Regions from separate parts of the Arachis hypogaea genome. Here region 1 is linked to region 2. A link is a contact called in public Hi-C data. All regions are on one chromosome and are shown on one strand. The core of a region is the stretch at or near the end of the contact, and the rest is flanking DNA. Distances in the headings are between cores, read along the strand shown.

The links. Hi-C and Micro-C count contacts between places; a contact is called where the count stands out from the background.
Region 1: a contact with region 2 is called in a Hi-C map of leaf, with 4 times the contacts expected there. The contact joins the promoter of LOC140178526 here to the promoter of LOC112741781 in region 2. A contact is called at or near these places in 2 of 8 Hi-C or Micro-C datasets (leaf and an unstated tissue).

The regions. Positions count from the first base shown.
Region 1 is chr14:20,677,600-20,681,896 of arahy.Tifrunner.gnm2.J5K5, reverse strand. It overlaps LOC140178526, which reads left to right and starts at 2,233. Exons shown (of 1, transcript XM_072215700.1): 1 at 2,233-2,907. The coding sequence starts at 2,233. The coding sequence ends at 2,907.
Region 2 is chr14:20,441,291-20,445,646 of arahy.Tifrunner.gnm2.J5K5, reverse strand. It overlaps LOC112741781, which reads right to left and starts at 2,105. Exons shown (of 9, transcript XM_072213915.1): 1 at 1,303-2,105; 2 at 1,047-1,195; 3 at 317-460; 4 at 143-218; 5 at 1-32. The coding sequence starts at 1,132.

The DNA of each region.
Region 1 (4,297 bases), core at 984-3,483, 240 kb before region 2:
TTGTATTTTTTGGAAGAGTAATGTAAATATTCATGTTTATGCTTGGTGTGATAATTTTATTAAAACTAAAGTTAGCAGTGGTAATGACAAGGATTGGGAGGCTATTTTTGTTTATGGTCATCCAGACTACAAGAAAAGGAAGGAGTTATGGAAGGATTTAACTTTTGTAAATGATATTCTAGCACAGCCAACAGTGTTGATCGGAGACTTTAACGATGTTATTTCTCAAGATGAGAAGGTGGGTTTGCATCCTAAGCCAAGTTTTCAGATACAATCTTTCAGAAATTTTGTACATAAGAATGCTCTCTTGGATATGGAACTTCAAGGAATGAAATACACCTGGTTTAGTAATCCAAGTAATGGTTGTGTTACCAAGGAAAGGCTTGATAGGGTTCTCGTCAATTGGGAATGGAGAAGAGCTTTCCAACATGCCACGCTCTCAGCCTTACCGCCTATTAGCTCGGATCATGCTCCTCTAGTTCTTGATGTTAAACCTAGAGGTAGAAGGATTAAAAGTTTTAAGTTTGAGGCCTTTTGGGTGGACCATGCCGACTGTGACGCTGTTATAAGGAGAGGATGGAGCAGCTCTGGCTATACTGGTTCTGATCACTAGGGAAATCTGAATCGAAGAATGCATAATTGCAAGAAGGAATTAACCAAATGGAGTAGAACTAGCTTTAAGAGGGCTGATGTAGAAATAGAAAGTTTAAGGCTTCGCCTCAAACAGCTGCAGGAAGAGGATTTTACAGAGACTCAGCAACAGGAGATCTACAGGCTTAAATTGGAGATCACCAGATTATGGAGACAAGAGGAGAAATATTGGGGTCAGAGGTCGAGGGTGAAATGGCTGAATTTTGGAGACAAGAATACTTCCTTCTTCCATGCTTCTACCATTCAAAGAAGAGATAGAAATAGGATAGAGAGATTAAAGGATCCTACAGGAAATTGGGTGTGTGGGGAAAGGGAGATTCTCAAGCTAGTAGCAGCTCACTTTCAGAATCTTTTTACGGCTACAGAGAATCTAGATATGACTGCTTGCATAAGCCATGTTCCTGTCAGTGTGACTGAGGATATGAATGGGGAGCTCATGGAGGAGGTTACTGATCAGGAGATTAAAGAGGCTACTTTTAGTTTGGGGAGTCTTAAGGCGCCGGGACCAGACGGTCTGAATGGTCTCTTCTTTCAAAAATACTGGTCAGTTGTCGGTAAAGAGGTTTGTGATGTTGTTAAGTGTTTCTTTCGTGACGGAGATATACCGAGCTGCTTTGGGGAAACTTTTATAGTTTTAGTCCCAAAGACTAACCACCCGAAAACTCTAAATCAACTTAGGCCGATTAGTTGCTGTAACTTTATTTATAAGGTTATCTCTAGGGTGTTGGTTGGTAGACTTAGGAGAATAATAGATAATATCATTTCACCCATTCAGAGTGCTTTTGTGGGAGGCCGCCTAATTCAAGATAACTTGGTAATAGTACAGGAGATGTTCCATGATTTGAATAGAAAAGGGGCAAAAGCTTCCAAGAATTTAGCTATTAAGATTGATATGAATAAAGCTTATGATAGGATGGAGTGGTCGTTTTTAGAAGCTACTCTAAGGGCTTTTGGGTTTAACCCGCATTGGATTAAGATGTTGATGAAGTGTGTGAGCCAAGTTAGTTATAAGATTAAGATAAATAGACTTCTATCAACGACCATTGAGCCGCAGAGGGGACTTCGGCAGGGAGATCCTTTATCGCCGTACTTATTTATCTTAGCGGCCGAGGTTTTTACCATCCTGATGGATAAGGCTAAAGAAGAAGGCAAAATTTCAGGAGTTAAAATCGCCCCTACTGCACCAGCTATCTCACACCTCCTTTTTGCAGATGATTGTATAATTTTCTCAAAAGATAGTGAGGAGGAAATATACCAGATTGTTAATATTTTGAACATTTACACTGAAGCCTCAGGACAGAGAATCAATTTGGACAAGTCGGGAAACGTTTGGGAGCCTGATCTCCATTAGGAATAGAGTTGAAATAGAAGAGATATTGGGTTTGTCAGCTTGGGATAAACCGGGTAAGTATCTTGGGCTTCCGGCTCACTGGAAAAGATCAAAGAATAAGGCTCTAAGATGGATTGAGGACAGAGTGGTGGATAAGCTAGGAGGTTGGAAACAAAAACTCCTTAATCAAGCTGGGAAGGAGGTCCTCATCAAATCAATTGTTCAAGCGATAAGCGATACCTGCCTATACTATGAATGTGGTTCTTTTTCCTAAAGGGTTTTGTGATTGCCTAAGTAAGAGAATAGCCAAATTTTGGTGGGCGCCTTCAGGTAAGGAAAGAGGTGTCCATTGGAAGAGTTGGGATAAGGTCTGTATCAGTAAAAAGGATGGAGGTATTGGGTTTAAGGATTTATATAGTCAGAATATAGCACATTTGGCAAAACAAGCGTGGAGAATTTTGGAAAATCCTAAAGCAATTTGGGTTCAGGTACTAAAAGCTATTTACTTTCCTAATGAGGATTTTAAGGATGCTACAGTAGGAAGAGCGGCTTCATGGATGTGGAAAAGTATTGTATATGGCAGGGACTTTCTTTTGAGAAATGGAAGATGGTTAATAGGGAATGGAGAGAGAGTGAGAATCTTGGAAGATAAGTGGATAATGAATATGGATAAGAATCCTGTGATTAGAAATCTTGATGTTAGGTTTGTCAAGGATGTGATTGTTGAGGGAGAGGGGTGGAATTTGAATAAATTAAAGAAGTATTTTAATGGAGCTTCGGTTGATAAAATCATTAGAACCCCGGTAAGTCTTTTTGGAAGGGAGGATAGGTTCAACTGGCCTTTCAGAATGGATGGCAATTACACTATCAAGACGGGATATTATGTTGTTAGGAATGAAAAGGGCGTCGGCAATACTAAAAATTAATTTAAATTGACTTAAGTTCTAATTGGCTTTCTAAAATTTTTCTTGTGTTTTTGGTCAGAAGAAAAGGACTTTGTTAAAAACAAAAGACTGTCTAAAGCAATAATATGTGTCATGTGGCCCAAAAGATATAAATTCATTGATTGGGCCACTCATGGGCTATAAATCACAAACTTTTGTTTTTGTGACTTATCACAAACTCTTTGAAAAGTGGTTGAGTATAAATGCCCAACCAAAAATAACTGATCATTGGAATAGCAGTCACGGTAGATTCCAACAAATTAATTTTTAAGTGATAAATACAGTAAAAAATCAAAAATAAATAAAATCGCTTTATCCTCCAACCAGTAACTAATAGAATTACTTTTAACTAGTATAAGAAATAATAATTTTTACTGGTTCTACAAATCATTTTTTACTTTTTTTTTTCAAGAAAGACATAAATATAATATAAAGAAAGGTACATTTGATACATGTAATTGATATCATATAAAACTTTGTTGTTGTTGTCTCGTTTTCTTTTTTCAGAGATCATTATTTTTTTTCAACTGTTTACTTTTCCTAAGCAACCACAGCACATGACATATAATACAAGACTAATATTAGGAATTTTAATTTATCTTTTTGGTAAAATATATTTTTTGTCTTTAAAAATTATAAAAAATTTTAAAAATATTTTTAAATTTTATTTTAATTTGATCTTATCTCAAAAATTTTTTATTTACATCAAATATATTCCTAACAGTTAAATTTTCAAAAAATTTAAGATTAATCAGAACAATAATACATGACAACTATCTCTAATTTGAGATAGTTTGTTTGTGTTAATAGTTGTTTTTATAAAATTGTTATGAAATAGTTCTAATTTTTTTAAAAAAAATTAGCCATCAGGGTACATTTGATACAAATAAAAAATTTTTGGAATAAAATTAAAATAAAATAAAATTTAAAAATATTTTTAAAATTTTTAACAAATTTAAAGAATAAAAAATATATTTTATCCTAATATTTGTAACTATCCTTTTAATACTGTGAAAATTCAGGCGCAATCAACTTCACATGAAATTGATAATTGAAAATTGTTAGATAAAAATTTGGTTAAATCAGTCAAATCATTTAACGTCTCTCAATTATTAGGGTAATTCACATAAATAAACCAACATTCATTTAATATTACACATATCACCCAAAATAAAAAATGTAACGTGAATCACCCCGATCACATTTCTATACAAATCGAAACAGATAGATTAGATTTAGCTATCTATATAAATCGAAACAGTCTGATTCGATTTATATATATTTGCATGTTGTCAAGGTAAATCTAATCAGGGTGTTTCGATTTATACATGCATGCTGTCTTAGTAAATCTAATCAGTCTGTTTAGATTTAC
Region 2 (4,356 bases), core at 856-3,355:
GTGACAACACTGAGGGCGATTGGGCTGCAATCCTGTTTTCATAAGAAGCTCAGGAGGTTCATAGGTAAACAGCCTTCAAGACAGCACTTCCTAACGTTTAGGGTTTGCAATTACTCGGGGAGGGTCACCTCTATGTTCTTACCTTTGCAGCAAGGGCGCATGAGGATCCAGTACGGGCAACGAACAAACCTGGATCGACATCAGTTTGGCAAGGTAAGCTGCGGAAATGACGACGCCCAATGTCAACCCGTGGTCACAAAAAGATAACAAGTTTTCTATACGAATGATAATTATCGATGCAGGAACGGTGACAAACCTCTTGGTGTGGGATGGGGTTTCTTGCCTCGCGCAGGAACGCGTCGAATCAGACTGATTATGCGACCAAGGACGAACAGTAAGTGGAGGTTCGGAGAAGCCAAACTTTGACAGTGACCTTCTTACTCTGTTGCTTGTTCCACGCCTGCAAACAGAATGTAAGTAAGCGATTAAGGGATCAGAAAAGCACTTAGCATTATAGACACAATTGCCCTGGCCCAATCCAAAATTATATCCTACTAAAGTCTTCTCAAAATTTTTCTTTTATGTTTAAGGCCATAGTCAAGTTAGACGTTGTTATGTTTTACTTAAGACGCTTTTGCAAGGCCCAGTAGTTGTTAACCAGTTACTTCCAGGTATAAGGAATAACCAAACTTTTCTACCAAGCCCATTCATGTTATTAACCACTTGGCCCATAAGTTCCGCCTAAAGAAAAAGCTAATGGCCCAGACTTAATTGACCCAAGTGTAGATGCATTATTTTCTCGGGTTTGCCATCGAAATCCTACTCAACCCGGGCTGCACGATTTTCTGAGTAGTTGTTAGAAAATAATTCGTGGGTGGAGATAAGGGACCTCAGAATGCGCCGGCTTGGCCTGGCGTCAACGGTGGACTTAACGTCTCCCATACAAATGAACTGGAGTATCATGATTAATTTCAATAGAAGCTAAGGTGCATCCACATATGACAGTTTTCACAAATGTTTAGTGACACAATGTTTCGAACACTTACCTCCGTGAAGAACGATTTAAGACCCCAACCCCTTTGCAGAACGCGGGGCTATGCTTCGAATCACCATCTTCCCTCTGCGAGAACATGTGCCCTGACGAATTGTTACGGGAAGTGGACCGTATCCCAACCTGTTAGCCGTCAGAGATTCCCTAAAGATACCACACAATGTGACTCCCAAATGAGAAATCAGCAAAATACAGCATTGATATATCAGAATACAGCATAACTTTAGGGTTTGCTGAACATGGCCCCCTACCTATTGGGGGGCAATCAGGTTGACTACTCTAGTTGTGCCTGGTCCTTCGCGAGGAGATGAATCTTACCCAGTTGTCCAAGTTCACATGCATTGATATTGCTGTAGGTAGACAGTGGAACTATATTTCGTATGCCAGCCCTGGGACTCAGTTCTCTAATTCCCTCAGCGAAGTTATCTTCCCATTAAAAATACGAAGTGGAATATCTTAAAACCACGTGTAGCATCTACGGCCTGATGCCAATAACCAAGAAGGTCACGGGTGCATTGCAGGGACATTTTGGTCTTTTATACCTGAAATCTTCTACTTACCATGCCCGTAGCAAAGCTTCCCGCCAAGATCTGTCAATCACATCACATCCGACCTAATCCCATCCTTGGGAACGCAACCGCAGATGCGTGATCTCCCTACCAGTGTAACACGCTTTTATATACATAGGGATGTGAGCCTGTTGAACAGGGTGTGGGAACGCCGTTACGGACCATGGTACAGTCATCGTGGTGTAATTGTCCTGGATTGAAGGATCTCCTTCCTCCAATCTTACTGCTCCGTTACGTCTTCGACGGAGTTGTACGTGCACGAGCCTTCCCTTTGCATCTTCTGTATCAAACGGGGGCCGCAACGGGACCTTGTATTATTATGAATTAATCCCTAATCATGAATGAATTTTATTCGGAAGTTTCCAGTGAAATTTATTTAGAAACAACTTTCTAAAGCTTATCACAGTAGTAACGGTTAGTAGAAGGCCCGTTTACCTGGATTGGTGAAATTGTATTGCCATTAGCATAACTCGGGTTCAAAATTATATAAAATTTTAAGAAGACGAGTAACACTAAGTGTGTGTTTGGATTACAGTTTGCAAACGGGTGTTTGCATCGAATTGATTTTGCAAACTTAAATTTGATGACAAGTAAGTTTGTGTGAACGTGATTTATGTCTGGCAATTTTTTTGTCAGAATGGCGTATAGTAAAATAAATGTTGTGTGGATTATTCTACTCAAACTCACCTTTACATGAGAAATTACTAAAAGAGACATCAATTAAAATAATTTTGAATATTATTTTATTATTTTACTTTACATGTTTGAATAAATCTTATTAATTTATTCTATAATAAAATTAATATTTACTTACTAAATTAAAGTAACATATAAAAAATTGACAAAATATATGCTAATATATAAAAACACTAATAAATATTAAATTAAAAGATAAAAGACTAATGAAATACCAAAAAATAGTATGTTATACAAATTTAGTGCATAAGAACACTATTATTTCTACTATGTGTGATTAATAATTTGATCCTTAATTGAATCTCGAACAGGGTCCATTTCTGCAGAAAATAAAGTATAATAACATATGCAGTATAGTCAAATATAAAACGAGAACTCATCTAAAAAAAATGATAAAAATTTTATTATACCAACAATATACGTCATATGAATAACAGAAATATAATAAAAGATAAAAAAAATTATACGAACTATCTGAAATAAAAAAAATAAAATAAACTTCGTATAAGATATAAATACAGTGCATAAAAGAAAAAAAAATAGAATTCATATGAACAAGAAATAATAAGAATACCAGAAAAAATTTAATAACATACCTGAGAGATGACAACACTGAAAAAAATATTAAAAAATTCAATGATAAATATAAGTAAGAATATAAAAAAGAACAAACTCAAAAAAAAATAAAAAGGACACTTTACATATTAAACATAAAGGTTAGTAAATAATTAAAAAATTTACTATGAACTAAAAAACAATAAGAAATAAAATATATAAGGGAGTACTATACATTTTATAATATTCAAGAAAAAATATTCTATAATTTAATTTAGTGTCGTTAGTACTATTTAATTTAGTTTCATTTTGGACTATAAATTTTTATTATTTATGACTCTTTTGTTACTTATAATTAGGATATAATAAAAACAAAAATAAAGTACAGTAAGAAATACAATAAAAATAAAAATTAAAAACAAGAAAAATTCACACCAACATAGTATATAAAAATCACAACCAACAACATATATTGTATGAACTAAAAAATTATAATACTAAGTAAATAAAATTCATATAAATAATATCAAATAAAAAATAAAAAATATATATACACGATATAAATATAGTACAATAAAGGATAGAAAAAAATAATTTATATACACAAAATATAATAGAAATTTCATAAAAATTAATAAAAATAAAAATTTATACCAACAATAGTTGTCATATAAATAAAAAAAATAATAAAAATATAACAATAGAAAATTAAAAAAATAACATCAGAATACTAAAAAAATGATATTAAAAATATTTATCATATAAATTAAAAATACAGTTAAAAACATAAAAATCAAAATATGAAAGAAAGAACTATAAATAATAAAAAAAAAATAAGATCTTTACCTTTGCAGCGATGAAAACAAATTTGAAAAAAAAAACTGTTGCCAAGAACATACAGAAAAGAATATACAAAGAACACTGTGAAATTATGTAGTTATGTGCATCGTTTTTATAGAAGAAATGAAGGGTACAGTTGGTAGATATGGAATAAATTTCTTACCTAATTCCTCCAACGGTAATTAATATTCCCAACGTGATCGCAGAAGCTTGAAATTTTAGCTTCACGTGAACGTACGTCCAGAGGTGAAAGCACGTCTGGGTTAGAGATTCCAAGAAGTTGCCAAACATGACAATGAGACGTTCAAGACGCTCAAACGGGCTTTTCTATTCCCCAACGTGAACCCCGAACACACCCTAAGTATTCATTGTGCGTTGAACATGTAATAGCAATTCTCAATCACATAGCTATATAAGTTGAAAAGTTCTAGGGTGGCATCGGTTTTGGTGGCTAAAGGTGGCATAAGGATGACCAACAAGTAAAATAATGACACATGATAAGAAAATTAAATCTAAAATCAAAATGATTATCTCTCTTATAATTTTTTATGATTACTTTTATCAAAATTATTTTCTATAATTATTTTCACAATTCAAAAAATAATTATAAAAAAATAACACCAAAATAATGTTATAATTATGTTT